Linked DNA regions of Anser cygnoides: region 1 is linked to region 2. A link is a contact called in public Hi-C data. All regions are on one chromosome and are shown on one strand. Each heading gives the region's core, a stretch centred on a gene start, on an enhancer-like site or on the middle of the called end of the contact. The rest is flanking DNA. Distances are from core to core; before and after follow the strand shown.

Region 1 (7,182 bases), core at 2,505-5,004, 360 kb before region 2:
TCTGTTTTGTAACTGTTGATACTAGAGACAGAAAGCAAGGACGACTGCAGATTCTTTAACAGGAAAAGTGTTTGGTTCGGGTGATCACTGCCTTCTCAAAATTGTATTCTAAAAGCTCAACTGAATATGTAATTGCTGGTGGGTGATAAAATAACACTTTGGCAAAGAGTATTGTTGTTGTTTTTTTTTAAATTACTTTCTCTGAAGAAGTCTGCACAATTTTGATATTAATGTAAGCCCAGTAAGATAATTCACTACAGAGTTACAGAGTTCAGGGAAAAAAATAAATAAAAAAAATTGTACCAATAGATCTGAACAGTGACATAAAATTCTCTGGTCATGTTGATCCTGTTGCAATATAGTATCTTTGAATTGTGACTTCCTGACACTTAAGTTGTTCAGTTTCTACTTAAGCACTGAAGATGAGTCACAGCCATGCTATTTTCTAACTACCTCAGCTGCTTTTGCTAGAAGGCAGCAATTTTAAGCAGAATTAAAACAGAAACAGCTGAGTTTGGAAAGTGTTGGCACACAGTGCAGTTTCCTGAACAAGGCATGTCGACTGCTTCATTGGTCTACTGTATGAGGACTGGTGAAAACCGGTACCTACAATTCCTGTAGCAAGTCAGGAAAATCAGAGAGGAGAAAAATAATTAAGCTTGCATTGGTTGTGCTTAGGTCTTATCCTGCAAAAAATTTCACATGGAGCTGCATTTGAAAGTGAGAGAATATCACAGCAGCAATTCACCGGGATGAGATGATGCTGTGGAAAGGAGAATCTCTTCCTCCTTGTTCAGCGTAGACAGGTGGTGACAGGTGGCAAAGCTCAGCGTAAACTTGTAAGAAGAGGAAAAACTAAGAAATTGGGAAGGAAGGAGAACTTAATTCTTGAATTTGTATTTCTTTGAAAGTCCTTTTTCTTAGTGTCTGGGGAAAAGAATGCTTTAAAAGGCTCCAGCAAAAATGAAGAAATGGGAGAATAGCAAAATAAAATCAGTGAATAGACCCTGCTCATGCATATGCTCAAGGTATAAAACTGCTTTAAAGTCAGAGGTTTAATACAGGATTAATCATAAGGAGATTCAGTGGAACTGTGTTCTTGCCTCTCCAGGGTTGTAGTACTAAAAAATCGACTTAAATAGCCAGTCAGCATGTGTTCATTTCCCCAAAAGAAACAGTGGTGGAAGAACAGGAAAAGTATGTTTATTCAGAGAAGAGACTCAACATATTCAACTAACATATTTAAAATGCCATTATAGAAGGTAAGTGGTGCCCCCCTTTGCCTACCAGAGGAAGGGAAATTGAAGTTTGATTGCAGAGCAGCAGATGCTATGGTTGACACCAGTGTTGTCTGTTAGATGTTCCAAACTTAGAAGGTGGTCAAGGCAAAAACATGCTTCAGAGTGACTTCATGGGCCATATTTAATGATTTTTCATTCCGAGGTTTGAATCCATAGGTTGAAAATGCTTTTTTTTCCATTTCATTGTTACCACTGCTGTATTTGGCAAATAATGACTTGCTGCAGTTCCCACTGACAAACTCCATCTCAGTGACAGCTTTCCAGAGGGTTATTCAGTGTGATAGTAGTACATATTGTTCAAACGAGATGCCGGCAAGTGCTTTAAAAAGGCAATGTTTGGTCATTGCTTTCCACCCTACAGTAGCAGGATCTAATGGAGTTACATTAGACTAGTCTGATTCCTGTGTCACTTGCTGTAACTTATAAAAAGCTGCAGGCAGCTCGGTTCAATTGAAAAAAAAAAAAAAAAAGTTATCTCATAGTTATGGCCCTGCTGAGTCAATCTCTCGTTGCTGTGAGGCCTGCTTTTTGAATCCGATCGTAGACACATGTTTAATGGTGTATTTCGTTGATCCTTTGAAAATGTTTTCCAGCATTGTTTCTTAATCAAATTTTACAGTAGGCTGTAATAAGCAGTCACAGGTCTTTACCCAAAAAATGTGCAGGATGTCTGTCTTTATGCTTACTTGATATTATAAAACAGGTTTATATTATTATCATAGGTAATAATTGCTGTCAAGTACCTGTGTTTTTACCTTCTCTAAGTTTCTACATCTTCCACTTTTTAGACACATTTTATTGTTTTTGGTTTATGTCTCTAATAATTAAGAAATTAATCTGATGTTTTATGTTAAACTACTTGCAGGACTAGTATCTACTCTTTACATCCAAGCTAAGCCAGAAAGTTTTGTTAAGGATTTCCATACAGTGTATTTTCTGCAGGCTTTATATCCCTTGTCTGGATTTTCCGTGTAATTCCTTTCTGTGTCATCAGCATTGCCTTGCTTTATGGAAAACTAGCTGGATTGCTAATATAGGTATCATCCTCTAAGACCACGGCTTCAATCCCCTCACTGTGCTCAGATAGTCCTTAGTCACCTGTCAAAAAGTTGGTCTTATGGTCTAGTTTCAGTTCTCAACAGAGCTCCAACTCATCAACTCATTTGATTTGATTTTGGTGTTTTCTGATTTTTTTTTTTTTTTTTTTTCCCTCTCCAGAGAGACGGGGTTTTTCTAATTAACGAGGTCAGTGACACTTCTCTTGCTGCCTGTCTGTCACTCTGCTCTCTGGTTTGGGGCCGAAGGCAGATGGTGCTGAGCCACAGGCTGTGCTGCCAGCACGCAGCTTTTGTCCGGCGGGGGCTGGCCTGTGTGGCTCGGCACAGCCTGGTTGGAAAGGTTTCAACCCAAAGCCAGAACCACGTGCTGAGGAATGGTTTCTCTGTGTATCCACACCTACACCGAGCCAGGAACACCCTGCCATTACTCTGCAGTTTCCACTGAACTGGCTGAGATAAGTCAGGTCTCTTGAATGTAGATAGCATAAACTAGTCTTTTCCCTTGACTGATGGGAGAATTGCCCCAAACTATTGCCTTTTCCATTCTGCTCTTAATTCTACAAATAACCTGACATATCTTGGATGACTTTGTCTATATCTAATGTCCTGCTTTAATAAAGGAATTTGTGGTGCCCATCCTCTCAGCTAGGAGCTGTGAGCACAGGGCTAAGCGAGACCCTGGTGACCTGGATGAGTTTTTGGGTGCTCTCTTGCATGTGTGCTCCTCTCTGCATCCTCCTGCTTGCTTTGTGCTGCTGCTTGTGTCATGAGAGAAGCTGAGCTGGCTGGATAACAATGTTTTCTGTTCGTTTGTTTGCTCAAAGTGTTTTCTGTTTTGTTTGGCTTTTAAAGTAATGTTTTGCCGTGTCAGTCCCCTGATCTGGTTAACCATTCACTTACAAGGGGCCAAGGCACAGAGATGGCAATACAGACCTGAGGGTTTGGAGTTAGGGTAGCCTGGCTTTGGGTTGCATTGAAATTGAAAGCTCTGGGGAGAGAAAAATACATGAAGGGTTTATTTTTTATTTTGAATTACAAAATTTGACTTAGAACATCTGTATTTGGAGACACCAACAAAATCCTTTCCATTGCAGGTACATACATCAGATGGTCAGGATGTGTCCCATCAGTAGTTAGAAATCAGTAGAAGGTAAGAAGTTGAAAGCATCTGAGTCTTTTTTGCCTTACTGCATTCTTATTTCAGTAATTTCTTGCATCTGCAATTTTAACTGGTATCTACAGTAACTGAAGTATTGTATCTGGACTTCCAATTGCTTGCACAATGTTAATCCCTATTGCACACAGGATTAATTTCATTCTGAGTTCTTTTATTTTTTTTTATTCCTGACACTCCAAAAGTGAAGTTTTTGTTCCACAGTCTCTAGGGACTGTTTTGCAAAATACCAGCCTTGTTTTATATTTTTGTTGTTGTTGTTTTCCCACGTTACACAACAGAATAGGAGCTGCATCAAAATACTCTACAAAACAGCTCATTTGTCCTATGTTTGGTAAGAGAAAGCAGACATAACATTTTTTACAAACTGGAACAAAATGGAGTATTTTATTTCTCCCTTCCCTTCAGAAAAAATATTTCTTAAATACTTATCAAGCCAGAGAGACTTTTCTTTATGACTGTTTCTTCCAGCTCTATTCTGTGGTTTACCTCAGCATCTGCTTTCTTTTTCCACTCTCCAAAGTTATGCCTGTTTTTGATTAAAAACAAGCTGAAAGTCAGATTAATGCATTGCAAGAAAAAGCAGCCTTGCTAATATCAAAAGAGACCAGGAAGGTAATTTGTCAGTGATCGTCCAGTCCTGGATGTGGTGTTTTCTGGTAGCAGCCTTTTCTCCCAGTAGGACTAGGCTAATATATAGGTTTTGTATTATTATTTTACGCCACAACCATCTCATCAAAAAGCCAAGACACATTCTTTGAACCCAACTGAAATAATTTGTTTATCCTTTCTGACTGCTTTGCAGGCAAATTCCCCACCACAAAATGACTTGCAAATGTATTCTTCTCTTTCCCACTCCACCACATTATCATTTTTTTTATGAACTTTTAAAAATGTTTGTATTTCTCTGAAGTCCCAGTGCTTTGTGATAAACTCTTGCGTGTCTTCAGCTTTCAAACCCAGGAGGCAGTGTGAATAGACAAAATAGATACATTTATGCACTTTTAAGTTTTATATTGTCTTGCTGGACGTCTCATCGCAGACCCTTCCAATATAGGTTGGTATCTGGATAGGATCCCTTGATAGGATCCCTTTCTCCTTTCACCTTGTTTTCCCTAATCCTCATACTCCTCCCCAGCCCTCGGGCCATAAGCAAGTCACCACTGAAAGCCACAAAACGTGGTATTTCATTAAAATCCTCCCAGGAGAGTTTCCAAAATCCTCCCAGTTTCCAGCTCATGCAGGAGAGGGCAGCAGAGCTCAGGGAATGGAGCAGCTGGGGTGGGGACAGTCACCTGCCCGGTGAAATGATGGTGACCCAAGGGTTGTTTTGTACCTTCCCACTAGGAAGCATTCACAAGCGTTCAGTCCTTAAGCGGGGCAGCTCCAAGGAAATAGCCGAGCAGGAGCAATCAGGTTTTGGTGCAATGTATAACCGGCTGCTTGGACAGGGAAGAATATCGAGGGTGTCCAGTTTTGTTATAAGGCACCAAGGTGTGAGAGCTGGACTTGTTTCTAAGCATGAGGCCACCCCTCCCTTGAAATTGGCTTTGGTCTGATGTGTAAGAAATGCTTGAAAATGCATTACAAGTACGATTTTAAACATTACCTTGCATCTAATGCAGACGGGGTAGGGCTTGTTTTAAAATTTGTTGTCGTAGTCAAGTCTAGTTCAGTCTATTTCTGTGTCAAAGGACTGTCTCTTAATTATTCATTATTTACAATAAAGGGGAGATTTTGCTTTCTAGAAAATACCGAGAGCAGATCTGATGCACACAAATTACAGCAAGTGTATCCAGTGCTCAGGTGATGAAAGTAATCTCTTTTTGCATTTATCTGGAGGATCAGAGGATGCTTATGCCAGTAACCCACGGTAAATTGTTGGCAGCGCTCCTGCGAGGCAGCTCAGATCACAGTAGCTTATTTTATGTGTGTAGGAAGAAGAAGAAAAGAGCATAGAAAATTTACAACAGGAAAAGTTCTCTCTGACAGTTTTAAAATTTATATACCTCAACAAGAGCAGTTTTAATTCAGTAGGAAACCATCCCTGAATTGTCAGCTGGCGAGTTAACACATACAGATTGCTTCTTTTGGTAGAAGCACCTAATGTTTATTGCTAGTGATGAGAGGCCGTAGTGGTTCTGACTCGTCAGACCCAGCTCAACAAAAGACACGGTTTTCTTTGCAAAGAAGTCCCAACGGAGCTTTCAGTGGATGGTTTTTATGGGGAGGCTTGTTCTTAATGCAAAGCATCTCATTTGCTAATTCTTCAGCTAACATAGAAAAAAGTGATGGGAAAGCCAGGGCAGTGAGGAGCCTGATGTTGAGAGTACTCTTGCCTTTACCTTGCCAGCATCTCCAAGGAGCTTGGGTCATCCTCCAGCTTCAGCGATCTTTCATTTCCTTGTCCTTTTCACATTGCAGGATCATGAGTTTGTACCTTGCATGTCGCTCACACAGCTTGTCAGAAAAAAGCATAACTCACCAGAGGAAAAAACAGAAGAAACACTCTGTGGAATGTCTTTACACAAGAAGGGTTTGTGAAAAACATGAAGATAAGTATTAGCTAATGCTTTCTTTGAATACAGATGATTTATCTTATTGAAGCAATTCTGCTTTAAGGCACAGAGCTGCTAATGCTCACACCCTGAATTCAGGGATTGAAGAAACAATTAAATAAAAGCAGCCCATGGTCCTTATTGTATTGGCCCCATCCCAACAATTAATTCACCCTGGGATCCTGCTTGGTGTCTGCCTGAGGACCACAGGATGGCAGTGTGCGAGAGCATCACTTGGGCGACAGCTGCCCTCCGCTTCTATTGCTGGAGCTTTGTGTGGTGTGGAGAGGAGAGGAGAGGGGAGAGGGGAGAGGAGAGGAGAGGAGAGGTACCCCCTTGCCCCTCGGCTTGGAAGGCTGTTTTGCCTCAGCTCTTTGCAGCAGTGCTCATTTTTCACTTGTTTGCCCACAACTTTGAAGAGGCACGAGATGCTCTGGGCAGTAAGCGGTGCTGATTCTTGTCTGAAGCCAGCTCAGACTGGTGGCAGTTGCACCCCAGCAGAAGAATAAATTGCTTGTACAAATAAAGATGATGTAAACACGGGTGATGTCAGGAGAGCTCCAGCCCAAAAAATCTCCTGGGTTCCCTGATACAGTCTTTTCTTAGCTCTCCTCTTACAAGGGCTAAGAAATGACTTTCCTTCTCCTAGCCTTAGCTGTGATCCCAGCAGCCATGCTGGGGCACAGGGCTGGGCTACGTCAGCTCCCCTGATTTGTGCTTATGGGCCTGCATATTTTGGGGGTTTTGTCATTCACCTTTCTGTGAATCGGGAATATCTGCTCTGAAAGAGTCCATTTCATTTTCTTTTTAAAACGTGTATTTCTGGCTACTCCTTGCTCTGTAGGTGAGAACATCCAGAGAGGCCTTTCAGCGGGTTTACTCACAGCTAAGGCCAAATCTCACAATTCACCATCAGCTGCTGGGACGGTCTGATAGTTCATGAAGGCAAGGCTAATTAAAAACCGCATTACTGAGATGTCCACAAAACTAATTAAACCAAGCTTGAATGCCGTATCTGATGTTTAATGCGTGGACACCTGAGCACTGCGCATAAAACCTGCAGACCCCGAACGGGACTGTGGAGCGTCACA
Region 2 (6,586 bases), core at 1,551-4,050:
GCCCGTTTCCTGGGGGAGCTACCTTTTATCCATGCAAATGCCCAGCTGAACACAGGTGCATTTCTCACCTCCAGCCTTAAACTGTTGCACAGTTTTGTCAGACTGCCGCCACGCTTATTTTAGCTGCGCAGGCATTGTCTGACATATCCCCTAATTACAACTCGGTAAGACTGTGCTAATTTACTCCTGGTTGAAATGTTCTGACAGCCTCCAAATGAAAAACCAGAAGCGACAGCAACACTGCTGTCGCACAGTGCCACGGACCGTCCCCATTTCCCATGAGAATAATAATGCCTCTCCGTAAAAGCATTTCTAGGAGACAAAGGGAACAGGCTATAGAAGTTACCAGAAAGTATACAAGCTCCCCAGGATGCTAAAAACAAACAAGGAAAGTATAAAACTATACAGTAACCAAAGGTGCTGATTGGAAAGGCCAGCAAGGGAGAAGTCCTTTACCTCCCACAGGCTGTGGCATGCCTTACGGTCCCCTGGGAAGAGGCACAGTGAGTGGGGCACAACATTTCCCAGAACCCCAGGTCCTCCTTCAACTTACAACACATCGATGGAGGAAAGCACCTCAACAGAAACCACACTTGTGGGTTATGAACGTCAGTGGGTTTCAGCTTGGTCAGCAACAGCTCAACTCCTGAATTTGCAGAAGGCTGCCCAGTTTTGGATCTCAGTGAGCTCATTGGTGGGGTGGCCAGTGAGTTGGCACTGCTAATTTTGCTGAGGTGCCTGAGCTTCAGCTATTTTCTGTTTCATATAGGCTGCCAAACACTGCGAGAGAGTAAATAACCAGCTCTGGTTTCTAAAACTTAGAAAATTTTATAAACGCAGTCCTCAGTTCTAACTCTACCCTTCGTTGTCCGTGTGACTGCACCAAAGGCAGCTGAGGAAGGAGTATTTGCATCTGGGATTTTGTGCACTTCAGAAATCTCAGGGATGAGGATAATCACAACTTGGGACACACGCAAGCAGCTGTCACAGCTCAGTCCTCCAAGTTTCTGGGCACCAGAATAATTTATTTGTATGAAGAATAATAAATAATTTAAAATTTGGAACTCTGTTTTTTCAACTGATGTGTCTTTGCTTTAAACTTGAGCAATAGAGACTAGTATCATATTCACAAAACAAATGGGTTACAATGCCCTTGGCAATAAAGAAAAGCATTGCAGTCTCTTGACCTCTGAGTTCGCTGTGTTAATAGAAACCTTATTTTGACAAGATTTTATTCCCTGTATAGGTGAGAAAGAAATTCTGACATGAAAGCAACTTAGGTTAAAAACAAAAGAGGCATAAGCAGAAGGACGAAAAATAATGAAAATTTGTTCTTGCTTTCACAATCAATGCCTCAGAAAACTTGCCAAAACCTCTACTGACAATGAAGAGATTTTTGAGTCTGTGGATTTTGAAGTAGGTGTGAACTAAGCAGTAATCCTTTTTTTTTTTTTCCTTTAAATAAAACTATGTTTGACTCAAAAAATCAGTTGGCTTTTGAAAAGAGGGCATTAGCAAGGACACTGTTAATAACTGAAGAAAAAACACTGATACTAATAACTGAAAATGCAACTGCTAAGCAAATTGTGGATGAGTGCAATACCCGTCTGTCTTGCACCAGAAAATGTGAGCACACTGTTCATTTTTGGGGATAGCACTTTTTTCCTGAGAGGCACTGACTTAGTTGATGCAATCCCACTGAGAAACAGAGCTGCTGTCAAAATGCATGCAACAAACAGTATATGAGACGTTATTAATGCTCTTACTGCACACAGCTTGATAGAGGTTAATCAATGAAACTCCAACATGGAAAGGAATAGCAAGGTATTTGGTCTAGAATAGTATCTGAAAACATTTCAAGAGATGTAACTGCCAGCTGGGCCTGCCTTACATGTTCCACGGATCTTAGTTTCAGCAATATATTCACAGTACAGCTCATCTGATAAACCCTATGTCACAAAATCTAGAATATTTGGTTTTAAAATAATGATTAAAAGCTATTTCACGAAGTCTGTACTTCATTCAAATTTCTCAGCCCCACCTGAATCTATTTCTCCAATGTGCCACAATTAGAGCAGAGTAGAAAATTAAGCTCAGAATGAGATGTTAATAATAAGAGACATGGAAAATTCAGACACTCAGACAACAAATACCATCAGTGCGTGATGAACTTCGCAAGCTGGAACGTGCCCCCTGGTGGCTGCACACTGAGATCCTTTAAGGAGAGAAAAATGATGTTTGCTGCTACTGTTCGGTTGGGTTCTTTACCATATTTAAGTGAAGTGTGGTAGATTAACAGGAAATATGGATTTGTGCTGAACAGAAAAATCAGCATAGTGACTACTGTTATTTCGAAAAAGCAACACTTACTTGCTTGTGTAAAACACTGGAGTAGTTACTCACCGATTACTGGAGGAGCTAGCAGTGGCGATACTTAAGACAGCTCCATACAGCATCTAGAAAGCATGCCTGTTGGACAGGCGGAGGGAACTGGCAGCGGCCAGTTCAGAAAAAGCAAAGGTTGACTTTGTGACAGTCTTCTAAAATGTCTAGAGCTGCTGCAGGGGAACTGAAGTGATTTTCTTCGCAGTCAGTAAGACAAAATGAACAAGTTTACGTGCAACCAGAAGTATGAAAATTACAGAGCAGGCGTTAACACCAGGCATTAAAAGCTTTCAGTGACGAGGCTACTAGTCCCAGCAAGAAGTCCCCCCAAGGAACCTAGGGAACTGCAAACCGTTCAATTGCCCTCGGTGGGGACACAGCACGTCCTCCTCCCCTGTCCCAGCCTGGAGCAAAGCAGAAGGGAAGAGCAACAGAATTTTTAAACATCCACTTTTCTGCTCCTACGTAAACATAGAGGGAGAATTTCAACAGAATTTGTGCAATTTCAGTCCTTAACTAGAGCTCTTCTGCTTTAAATGCAGTACACTGACCTTAGTATGTTTTATCTTACTATTCTACAATGCTCTATTGATTCTCCCTGGACAATGACAGGCAAATGTCACAGAGAAAGGGAAATGAAAGAAACATGACACACTTATTTTAAAGTCTGCAACAGACTAAATAATAAATAAATCCTGCTTTTTTTGCAGCACAAAGGTTGCAAACTGACTGTCCCTGTGGACTCTGCTCTCTTCTCACTACCTAATGGACTTTCTAACGCCAGCCTTTGTCCTGAGAGCCACCTCTCAGCAGGACTGCTGGCAGACACGCGTATTACGTGTCAGAAACAAAGAGGAAATAAGTGATGAGAAGCACAAAAATCTGATGGGAATAGTTATTTTAAGTAAATGCATAAACATCAAAACAGTGTAACATAACCACGAACAAATACAGCCAGCAAGCTTTTGAGCTATTAGCTCAATGCTACTTATTTATCTAGGAAGGTCACTAACTGCTAGTTTTCAGAGTTGATTGTTTCCTATTAATACTGATAGAATTAACATACGCTATACTTAGCTTTATATGTTAATTTCTTATATTTACCTTCCTGTATTTTAATACTGTTAGCAAACAAATCTCTAACAAGATGAGCTTTAAAAGCGTGCTATAAAATGCATGTAACAAATTAATTCCGAGTTTTTTTTATTCAGCAATCTGCTGACCACAGCTACCACCTGGTTTAGCTTAGTAACAGCGAGCGTTACCGCTGCACATCTGTGTCCTGTAAACAATGTATTTTGGCATACACAACATAGTTCACATTTCATTCATACTTCAGCAGTTGTGTTCATTAAATCTTGTGTTTAATAAGCGTGTGTATACTCGGGCACTGAGTCACCGTGGTTCTCAGCAGCCCCTATAGAAGGGGGAATTTCTTGCAATCATCCTGGCTGGTATCCTCCTTTGGTTAGCAGCTACTGCAGAAACGACGTGGGGTTATTTATACCATTTGTTTCCTGCAGTGCATTTCATTTCTCCAGTGAGACTAAAATCTGTCTCGTGCCTAAAGGCCAATCACACGGCTATTTACCTGCTAGCTCTCCTCTGACCAGCAGCCACCTTTTCTGTGCCACTGGGGCTCAGCACCGGCCGCTCCTCGGGGCCTTCTCTGCAGCACCTTCCTCAGCCGAGTCCCCAGCCTGGCGGAGGAGCAGGGCTGACCGCCCCGGCCTCCTGAGGACAGCCAGTCAGGGCTTGGAAAGCCTCCACTGCTTCAACTCACTTAAGAAAACAAATTATTTGGCAAGTGGAAATGTAATCTGGCCTTTTTGTATGCTCGGTAAGTGACATCATAAGCAAGAGGCTCTGAAGGTCCGGCTTTATAAAGACAGTGGGTAAGACATGTGGCTGTGACGCTTCTGGAAACCGATGATTTCCCTGAAATGTGGTGAAGATTTCTGTTCTAAGTCCTGCCTGCAGACTTTTCTCTTCCTGCAACGGGACTGGGACCGAATGAGTTAGAAGAAACATTAAAGCTTGGGAAGGCTTAGGAGGGAGTGGAGAGGGAAAGACCGATGGGGAGAGCCCATAATACGTGTCTGAAGGATTATTTGGGATGGGCAGAACGAGGAGAAATTCAGAAATACACAGCCAGAGCAGTGCGTCATCAGGCTGCAGCTTCAGAACTGGCAAACGCATTGACACAGCTTCAAAAAGAGTCGTGGGTGTAGGCACCCTGAACGAACAATGAAAAGTAATCGTTCCCAGGAATATAATTTGAGGGGCAGGCCCTTGTAGCACATCACGCACTGCATCACCGCATGGCTTGACCAAAATTTAAGCCATGGTGGCACTGAGCTTTGATGAAAGTCTAATTCGGGAATCCAGAATTAGCTGGAATTCCTCCTCAGCCAGAAGGAAAACAAATCAGCATTTGGTTACCTCTGGGGAGAGCAGCATGTAATCCAGACTTCTGTGTTGCTTGTTTGGCTGCATAGTTCAGGGGAAGTTTTTGTTTTGTTTTGTTTTTTTCAGCCCACTGGAAATGGTACAGCCTAATCAAAATAAGTAGTTCTACCTGCTCTGCATTTGTGAAAAGCCTACCACTTCATTTTATTCCATTCAGAGAAAAATGAGAGCTTCTGTTTCAATGCATGCAAGTGAAATCTTAAATACACTCTCTAGCTAGAACTAAAATAAAGATCTAAAATATGGTTATATGTTTTCAGGTGATACATATACCTTCCAGTCACTGCTGCTCTGACTTCTCCAATTTTGCTGTTCGCTGGACACTTGTCAACAACCGGATTAATCAATTCCTATGAAGTAAGACAGAATTCACACTCAAAGGTATTAATTCTTTATAATAATTCACAGAGACTAGAAATAATTTTATTTTCTGTACTTACAAATCAAACAGGCCTGCTGAAAAGCAATTACAAACTCAACATGCGAGTTCTTTTGCATTTACTTAAATTTGTTGATGCTGGAAATGCATAAGCTCCCTGTTTATTTCCAATTAAAACAAAACATGGTGTTGTTTTTTTTTTGTTTGTTTTTGTTTTTTTGGAACGGTCACAGCTCTGCATTTTCTTACCACTATTCTACGCTTATTTAGCAACAGATAATAGAACAAGGCAAATTTACTTTAGAGATTAACTCTCACAAACTAATTACACTAAAGCAAAAATATAAAATAGTTTATACTAAATTAAATATCTCTAACTTCAATAATTCTCAATGACATTTTATTAAATAAAATTAAAATAGTGGTGAATTTTCAGCTCCACTTAAGTCAATGGCAAAACTTAGAGAACTTCATCCTCAGGACTCTATGCCACTTCTGAAATAGGGATAGAATAATCAGTCCTGAAAAACACTGCATTAATTTCCTTCTAAAAGAATACCAAAGAAGCAAATTAGATCTCAGCACACCAGATCAGATGAGCTCAATTTTTTAATTCATCTCAATTTTGACTCGGTTTTTTAAATTTGAGTTCAGTAGGGATCAAAAGCCCACCCTGTTGCAGCAGTGCAGTTTCAGTGGAGGTCAGGAAGTGACAGCACCGGTTCAGAATTCACAGGAAATGGTCATTTACCTTTTGTCCTCACACCAACAGCTTCAAGCTGTACTCCACTTCTGGTTTTACACCTATCTCGCTTTTCTTTAGCTGTAGTTCTTAAAAGCTCCACAAGAGAAAAACATTATCAGAAAAAAAAAGTCTATTACACATGTAGAAGGCAAATCAGTAAAAAATACTGGGCACAAAGGACAGGGCTCTTCCGAACCCTGGGTGTTAACACAAGTCTGCTCGCTTGTAATTGAACAGGAACTTTATCTAGTAGGCTCAACAGGAGCACAGCAAGGCCATTTGATTTTCTTTAGGATATTCAAAGTCATACTGGAATAATTTTGTGCCTTTTACCTGATCTTATATCACATAAAAAGGTTTTCTCGTTTGTTTTGTTTTTAAGTTGTATGGGCATCAGCACATTTCAACACATTGTAGAGACAGAAAATGTTACGCTGTTCCGACACTTCAGGCAAGAGGTATTTTCTCAACAGAAAGGAACAACTTATAATAATGGTCATAGATAGTGGCTAGTGGTTCTCCCGTGGCAGTAGGTTTAGGTAAGACGTGGACAGACAAGACCGTGCGGTATACACAAACCTTGCAGTTCCAGATAACAGACACACACT

Evidence for each region. A called contact is a pair of places that touch in the nucleus more often than the background predicts.
Region 1: a contact with region 2 is called in a Hi-C map of liver, with 5 times the contacts expected there. The contact joins two enhancer-like sites. A contact is called at or near these places in 3 of 7 Hi-C or Micro-C datasets (granulosa cells and liver).

Annotation. Positions count from the first base shown.
Region 1 is chr7:5,615,598-5,622,779 of Taihu_goose_T2T_genome, reverse strand. No RefSeq gene overlaps it. Among named protein-coding and RNA genes, the nearest start is that of WDR11, 49 kb to the left of the region's middle. Within about 2 kb of position 3,754, at least 2 of the 3 cell types and tissues checked have open chromatin away from gene starts, as enhancers often do. A contact at or near this core is called in liver, where this site is marked.
Region 2 is chr7:5,256,650-5,263,235 of Taihu_goose_T2T_genome, reverse strand. It overlaps ATE1 (arginyltransferase 1), which reads right to left. Exons shown (of 12, transcript XM_067000483.1): 12 at 5,230-6,586. Among named protein-coding and RNA genes, the nearest start is that of FGFR2, 50 kb to the left of the region's middle. Within about 2 kb of position 2,800, at least 1 of the 3 cell types and tissues checked has open chromatin away from gene starts, as enhancers often do. A contact at or near this core is called in liver, where this site is marked.